2 separate regions of the Macaca mulatta genome follow, and region 1 is linked to region 2. Evidence: chromatin contacts called from public Hi-C data. All regions are on one chromosome and are shown on one strand. Each heading gives the region's core, a stretch centred on a gene start, on an enhancer-like site or on the middle of the called end of the contact. The rest is flanking DNA. Distances are from core to core; before and after follow the strand shown.

Region 1 (4,183 bases), core at 725-3,224, 120 kb after region 2:
TCCGCGAAATCTCATCTATCTCAGAAAAGAAGACTGAGGAAGGCAACTACGCCTGGATGGATTTTTCACAAGATGATGCCTGCTTCTCGGGCTCATTCAAATTCTAAAGAGAATCATTTTCAAGTTAATTTCTGTCCATTTTTTCGCCCTCAGAATCACGTGCTTCCCTCAAAAGAATTGTCTATATTCTCCATCTCTCCCCTTCCCCTTTGAAAAAGGGTGTATAAGCTTCTGTACCCCATTGGGTTATTGGGTAATCATTCTCCTGTGACCCTTCCCTTCCCGCCCCCTCACCCCCCACCCCGTGCTATGCACGTTAAAATAAAATTTTGTATGTCTTTTCTCCTATTAATCTGCCTTTTGTCAGTTGATTTTCAGTGAACCTTGGTCCCTACAACACTGTTCCCCTTTCTCCATCTTAACTGCCAGAACTTAGCTTTGAGCTTTTGAGATAATAGGGGAAGGGTGCCTAACATGGTAAGCAGTCTGTGTATGAGGCTTTCTCTGGAGGTGTCCCTGAAGTTTGAAAATTGTGCCAGAGCACAATTTGGCATAGTAAAGAAAGGCGGGAAGGGCACTGCATGGCCAGGCACGGTGGCTCATGCCTGTAATCCCAGCACTTTGGGAGGCTGAGGCGGGCAGATTGCTTGAGCTCAGGAGTTTGAGACCAGCCTGAGCAACATGGTGAAACCCAGTCTCTACAAAAAGTACAAAAATTAGCCAGGCCTGGTGGTGTGCATCTGTGGTCCCAGCTGCTCGGAGGGCTGAAGTGGGAGGATCACTTGAGCCCAGGAGGTCGAGGCTGCAGTAAGCTATGATTGTGCCACTGCACTGCAGCCTAGGTGACTGAGCGAGATCTTGTTTAAAAAAAAAAAAACAAAAACAAAAACAAAAAAAAACCGGCTGGGCGCAGTGGCTGACGTCTGTAATCCCAGCACTTTGGGAGGCTGAGGCAGGCGGATTACCTGAGGTGGGGAGTTCGAGACCAGCTTGACCAACATGGAAAAACCCCTTCTCTATTAAAAATACAAAATTAGCCGGGCGTGGTGGTGCATGCCTGTGACCCCAGCTACTCGGGAGGCTGAGGCAGGAGAGAATCACTTGAACCTGGGAGGCGGAGGTTGCGGTGAGCCGAGATCGTGCCATTGCACTCCAGCCTGAGCAACAAGAGTGAAACTAAAAAGAAAGAAAAAAAAAAGGTGGGAAGGACACTCTAGGTAGATGAAAAAGCATCAGTAATTCACTGGGTGTGAAACAGCGTGGTCTGCTGGGTTTTGTATGTGCGAGCAAAATAAATATGCAGGCTGAGATTAGTGGGATGAAGGTGGGAAGGGCCTTGTGGGAGCGTTAAGAAGTTTGAGCTTTGGGACTTTTCTGTATATGATAAAATTGATGTCTGTATAGGGTACAGTGGGGACACAGAGGAGGAAGTGAATACTTGTACCCAAGAGGTCATGCAAGACTTAGGTTTTACTATATTTCAATTATTTTTACACTAACACTAGCCACATTTATTTCCCTGCTGGCTGTGTGCCTGCCACAGTACTTTACAAATATTGTCTCATCCAACCCTCACACCATCCCTGCGAAATGGGTGTTATTACCTCTACACAGAAGGGGAAGGGAGCCTCAGACAGGTTAATAATGTTCCCAGGGTCACTAGAAAGCTAGCCTGGATCCCAAGAGGTCTTAAAGCACTAAATTATACTTTCCTAAGAAGAGCTTCTTGAGGTCAGGGATCATGTCTTTTGTTTTTGCGTGCCAAGACCTAGGTCTTAGAAGACACCTAATAAACATCAGTTGAAAAAGATGACTGGATGATCGATCTTTCACTTTTTCCACGTAGAAAGCACGTGGCGACAGCACTGAGAAACCTCCAGGCCACCAGGGGGCGCGACGTCCATTTCAGCGCAGTGGGGCCCGGTTGCGGACGCCTAGCTTCCTTCCCTCCTTTGGCTAAAGTTCAGCCAATCCCTGCGCTCCGAGAGCCGGCGGCTAGTGGGCAGGGTCACAGGGCAAGGTCCCGCGGGCCGCTGGGAGCGGCGACTTCCGTGCTCCCGGCGAGCGGGCGGAGAGCGGGGGCCACACTGGGGAGTGTGGGCTGGGCCGCAGGTGAGCGCGCGGTCCGGGCGAGCAGGTCCGGTCAGTCCAGGCCCGTAACCTCTGAGTTACGGGAGGAGTGATCGCTGGGGTCCACCCCGGTCCCGGCCAGACCTGCCAGCCCCCTTCTCTGGTGGGTGCTCTGGTGCCCAGTCTGGGAGCCCAAGTAGCCCTCCGCAGACAGGGCTTATCGGCACCTCAGTGAGGACGGACGTTGATGAGGCCACAAATGAGGTGGGCTAGGGGCAGTGGACCGGGAGCCCCACAGAAGGGAGAAGGGTAGCCATTTGGATGGACCCTGACCTCACTTGCGCTCCCATTCCTGGACTGCGCTTGAGTGACTGTCAGGTTTAATTCTTTCACCTTCTCAGGCCTCCTCTGTCCTTGTTAGCAGTTCTTGAATTTGGGACTACGGCTTCTGGCCTCGTTGGGCCTCCGGGCCCCCGCACTGGGGCAGGTTTCCCAGCAACTCAGTTGACTTTTACCGGATGCTTTTGGCAGACGTCCTCCGTGCCGGGCTGGAAATATGCGTCACAGTGTTTTTCAGACACTTTTGCCTCTTTCATTGTGATACCTTGTCTGGGGATGACTATGATGGAGTCTTTAGGTTTCTGTAATCAGCAAAGGCTTCTGTTATGTTCCTGCCACCTTCTGGAGGAGAGTGGGTGGAGAATGTTGTGATTTTACACTAGGGAGTTGTTTGGGCTGTCATTCATTCGTTCAGCAGGCCTTTTTTGGGCACTCTGCCAGGCAGGGTGGGAGAGGTGCCTGGATGGATAGGGCACAATGGGGCCAGACGGACATGGTGCTTAGCCTTTTGGAGCTTAAAGTGTCTTGAGAAATGCAAACAGGGTAAGCCAGCACCGTGCCTGACACAGCGCAAGTGGTTATAAGTGTTGAATAAAGGAATGAAGTGACTTATTTGGGAATGATTAGAATGTGAGCAGGACGGTAGAGAGAGACTTTATGCTGCATGTGAGAGATCGTTGTGAACTCAGGCTCGATATGTTTTAAGACAGATTTGAAAGTCTGGACAGTTGCTATTTAGGGAAGCATTTACTTCTACAGAGGACTTGCTTTAAAGGTGGAAGGAAAATGAAGAAGTATTAGGTTTGGGATTCTTCAGAGGTGCCTCTTTGAACTATTGTTATATCTCTGAATTTCACAAATCCCTGAGTATAATCTCAGGGTTTGGGAAAGGGGAAGCTCTTCTAGGTAATGAAATGCCAGGCTGATGGGAAAAGAACTGTAGGAAGCTCTCTCCAAATCCAGGATTTGAACAGAAATCGTATACCTCTGCAGTGTGTTCTTCCCTCTAGAAAGAGTGTAGACTTTGAAGTTGGAGAGGCCTGGGTTCAAAATCAGTGGCTCTATCACTTCTGGTGATTTTGGGTAAGTTAACATAATGTCTGTGAGCCTTTGTGTCAACAAGAGCCTGGGCTAATCATTCCTACATCATAGAGGTGTTATGAGGATCAGGTGATAGTTTGTGTGTAAATTGTCATCATAGTGCCTGGTGCTAAGACAATAAGGAGGGGAGTCTTGGAGATGCTGCAGTTTTATTTATTTTTTTATTTTGTTTATTATTTTTAATTTCATGATGCTCCCTTACTGGGGGGATCCTCAACCTCCTGGGCCACAGACCGGTGGTGGTTTTCAGCCCATTAGGAACTGGGCTGCACAGCAGGAGGTGAGTGGTGGGCCAGCTGGGAAGCATTACCGCCTGAGCTCCACCTGATAGATCAGCAGCGGCATTAGATTCCTACAGGAGTGCAAACCCTATTGTGAACTGCGCATGCGAGGAATCCGGGTGTGTGCTCCTTATGAGAATCTAATGCCTGATGATCTGAGCTGGAACAGTTTCATCCCGAAACCATCCCTCTCCAAACCCCATCTGTGGAAAAATTGTCTTCCACGAAACTGGTCCCTGGTGCCAAATATAGGTTGCGGACCGCTGCCTTATAGTGTTAACGTCCAGAGAACAATGGGATTCCTTCAAAGAGAATTGGGAACCAAAGAGAGAGGGGGAGAATCATCTTATCCTTGGTGAGGTTTTGATTGTTCACTTTAGATCAGAGATAGC
Region 2 (4,103 bases), core at 1,001-3,500:
CTTTTCAACTGTTTATTTATGTGATGCTGCCTTTTCAGCTTTGACTGAGTCAAAACAAAGAAATCTGTTGGTTTCTGGCCCTGCCCTAAGACTTGCAGTCACATCTTTAATTCCAAGGATAGAAAAATTAATGAAGGAAAAAGAGTAGCAATATGCACATTGCTTAATAGCGAAGTCAATAATCTCGTGTTTTGTATAAGTATCCTAAAAGATAATTTCCTAATGTGGATTTGTGTTTTCAGTGATTAAATGTTTTAATAATTTTTCCCTTTTTGTTGAGGAATTTAATAATTATGATTTTTATAAGTAATTGTGTATAATTATAATCCAGGGTAGAAAATTTAGTTATTTCATTAAATTTGGATTAGTGACAAAGACTGAAGGTAATGAGAGGCCCAGTTTATAATGTAACAGCACAACCTGAATGTTGAAACAGCTTGGCCTTTAGAAGCGAGTGGAACATTTCAGTCTTCCAGCCAACCAGCTACTTACCCCAGCAAGGTTGTGAGTAGGTGGAAAAGATGGATCTTTTTTTTTTTTTCTTTTTTTTGAGATGGAGTTTTGCTCTTGTTGCCCAGGCTGGAGTGCAATGGCGTGATCTCGGCTCACTGGAACCTCTGCCTTCTGGGTTCAAACAGTTCTGCCTTGGCCTTCTGGGTAGCTGGGGTTACAAGGCATGTGCCATTACACCTGTCTGTTGTATTTTTCTAGTAGAGATGGGGTTTTACCATGTTGGTCAGGCTGGTCTCGAACTCCTGACCTTAAGTGATCCACCTGCCTCAGCCTCCCAAAGTGCTGGGATTACAAGTATGAGCCACTATGCCCAGCTGGAAAAAGACAGATCTAAGCAGCTTGGGTAACTGTAAATGGAAGCAGTAGGGGGGTTTGAGACCCCTGCTTGGGGGCTTTCTGGCCTAATATACCAGAGCTTAGCAAACTTTTTAAATAAAGAGCCAGATAGTAAATATTTTCAGCTTTGCAGGCCATACTGTCACAGCTACTCAATTCTGCAGTTGCAGTGCAAAAGCAGCCACAGACAATATGCAGATGAGTGTGGCTGTGTTTAAATAAAACTTATTCGTGAGCACTGAAATAGGAATTTCATATAATTTTCCTATGTCACACAAGCTTCTTTAAAAAGTTTTTTTTTTTTTGAGACTGAGTCTCGCTCTATCACCCAGGCTGGAGTGCAGTGGCCGGATCTCAGCTCACTGCAAGCTCCGCCTCCCGGGTTTACGCCATTCTCCTGCCTCAGCCTCCTGAGTAGCTGGGACTACAGGCGCCCGCCACCTTGCCCGGCTAGTTTTTTGTATTTTTTTAGTAGAGACGGGGTTTCACCGTGTTAGCCAGGATGGTCTCGATCTCCTGACCTTGTGATCCGCCCGTCTCGGCCTCCCAAAGTGCTGGGATTACAGGCTTGAGCCACCGCGCCCGGCCTTAAAAAGTTTTTATCATAAAAATGTAAACAAACATTATTAGCTTGGGGGAAGGGGAGAAGCATGGAAAAAAATCAGACAGCTGGGCAAATTTGGCCCATGGTTTGCCCATCCCAGCTTTAGACAGATTTCCAGGTAAGAGCAAATGGGCTAGGAGTGGACTGTAGGGCTTGGTTCAGTGAAAGTCTCTCTATCCATGGCTGCAAGTATCTTAATTTTCAAACACCTTTCACATTTCAGTCTCAGCTGAGATAAATTAGAGGGAAAAGACACCTCAGGCAAAGATAGAAAAGAGACTTATTTAATAATTAATGGTTTTTGATTTATTACTTATAATTTTATAAATTAATTTACTAATTTACAAATAACTTTCTGAGCTCTTACATGTGCAGGCACTGTGCTAGGCCTGTTACAAACTCTGGAGAACTGAGTTATCCCCCTACACAGATGCAGATACCGAGACCCTTTGGGGTCGGGTGACAGCTCAGATCCCACAGATACTATGGCACAGGCAGGAACGAAGCCCCGGGGTCTTTTGATGGTAGCTGAGCCGCACCCAGACACCCATGCATGTCTGCCAGCACTCCGTACTGGCTGGGAAACACTCCCTGAATCCAAAGGTGTCGGTTTAGTCAGTTACGAGCCAGTGGTCCTCACCTGTAGGATGGGGGCGCCCTGCTCCAGTGCTGCAGCCTCGCGACCCCCTGGAGGGTGGGGGATGGTAACTCAGGCAAGTCTTCCGGCCGCCCCAGGGAGGGAGGAAATGAGCCGGCGGCAGAGGCGGGTTTTCGGCGGGGCCAACCCACGGTGCGGGGAGCGCGGCCATGGAGCTTCTGCTGTCGGTGCTGCGTGTACTGCTGGGCGGCTTCTTCGCGCTCGTGGGGTTGGCCAAGCTCTCGGAGGAGATCTCGGCTCCAGTTTCGGAGCGGATGGTGAGCGGCGCGGGCGGGCGGCCGGGGATCGGGCCCGCGGAGGCGTGTGCTCCGCCCCGCCGCTCCCGCCGGCCCGGCAGGCTGCCTTCGGGCTTCCGAGGCTCAGCTGGACATGGGGGAAAGCGCCTGGCTTTCGACTGAGGCGCACGTCCTTCCTGGGGAGTTCCTCGAGTTCTCTGGATCTTCCCTAGACGGAAGGGAACAGAACCTCCCCTTCCTGCTGAGCATTGGTGGCCCCAGGCAAATCTACAGCCTTAGGAGGACCCTCCTCCCCACTCCCCGGACCCTGGGAGAGGATGATGCAGCGGGAAAATGAGCTCACTCCGCGCTGTCTTCCCCCTTTTCGCCGTTTGCTTCAGTTTTCGGGAGGTTCGTGGGGTTGGGGTGTAGTAATCCTGGCTTTGCAGGGAAGGAAGCCCGCCCTGAAGGGCGAGTATATCTGCTAAAGGTTGCACATCTAGTCAGGAAGCAGGACACAAACTAGTCACTCCGGACTCGGAACCCAGAAAGGGAAGCCTCTCCTGGAAGCCTGAGAGGGAGGCCCTGAAGTCGTCTTTCAGCCTTCTGTCTAGTTCCAGACTCACGGGAAAGCTTTCATTTCCTGTTCACCAATCTCCCCAGTCCCTCAAAAGAGCTAGACTTGTAGACCCCTGCTGGCATCTCTCTCCAAGGCCTGGATACATCCCCAGAGACGATAGCTTAGAGCTGCTGCCCAGCAGAGCTGAGGAGGGGAGGTAGAGCTGAGGAGTGGGAACAGGAAAAAGTAACCCCGAAAGTAAGGGTGAAGTTGCCATTTGGCTCAGGGGTGGACCTGCCTTGACAAGAAGAGTCACTTTGAGCCCACCTAACTCCTCCCCACCTCCAAATATTCCCTGTACAGCAGCCTTAAGAGAAACCAGGCCAGGCACAAAGAAGCAAACTGTGACATTCCCCGGGCCTTGGCACTAGGGAGCCAAGCCCAGCCCCCTCCTCCTGGGATTTGGCCTGGGTTGTAATCTCTCGAGAGGTCTAGTGAGAAAATCTATCTCTGTACCACTTGGAACATGGAGCCTGTTTCCTGATTCCAAAGCTCAGCGCCACAGGGCAGCCCTCTCCCCTCCAGGCTGACCTCAGGCCTGGACCTGACCTACAGTAGTAGTTCTTTTCTCTGGGGAGTTGAGGGCACAGGCATATATATGCCATGGAGCATCTGGGGAGCTCAGCCTTGGTGAGCATGAGGCTGACAGGCATTCCTTGCCACCCCTAGAACGCCCTGTTCGTGCAGTTTGCTGAGGTGTTCCCGCTGAAGGTATTTGGCTACCAGCCAGATCCCCTGAACTACCAAATAGCTGTGGGCTTTCTGGAACTGCTGGCTGGGCTGCTGCTGGCCACGGGCCCACCGATGCTGCAAGAGATCAGTAACTTGTTCTTGATTCTGCTCATGATGGGTAAGGGGGCCAACTGGCCTGAGAAAATGGGGTTTTCTGGGGGAGGATGATGGAAAGACCTGGCTGTTGCCCCTTACTGTTGCCACCCTTCTTTTTTCTCTGGGATCAAGAGCACTTCCTGCTCTACCACAGTTTCCATGGTCTTCAAACTAGCACAGGTACTTTTTAAACTTAATATGCTAGAACATTATCACATGTTAAGTGTACCTTCTGCCTCCTCAATTCTAATGGCTGCATGGTATTCCCTTGTGAAGATGTATTGCAAGCTCAGTGCCTCTGCTCCTTCCTCCACACACCCACTTCTGGGA

The links. Hi-C and Micro-C count contacts between places; a contact is called where the count stands out from the background.
Region 1: a contact with region 2 is called in a Hi-C map of fetal cortex germinal zone, with 1.8 times the contacts expected there. The contact joins the promoter of SMIM12 here to the promoter of TMEM35B in region 2. A contact is called at or near these places in 3 of 14 Hi-C or Micro-C datasets (cortical neurons, fetal cortex germinal zone and liver).

Annotation. Positions count from the first base shown.
Region 1 is chr1:205,983,467-205,987,649 of T2T-MMU8v2.0, forward strand. SMIM12 (small integral membrane protein 12) reads left to right here and starts at 1,975. Exons shown (of 2, transcript NM_001260616.2): 1 at 1,975-2,112.
Region 2 is chr1:205,861,906-205,866,008 of T2T-MMU8v2.0, forward strand. It overlaps TMEM35B (transmembrane protein 35B), which reads left to right and starts at 2,251. Exons shown (of 3, transcript XM_001109303.5): 1 at 2,251-2,368; 2 at 3,615-3,795. The coding sequence starts at 2,261. ZMYM6 (zinc finger MYM-type containing 6) reads left to right here. Exons shown (of 16, transcript NM_001266765.3): 16 at 1-170. The coding sequence ends at 148.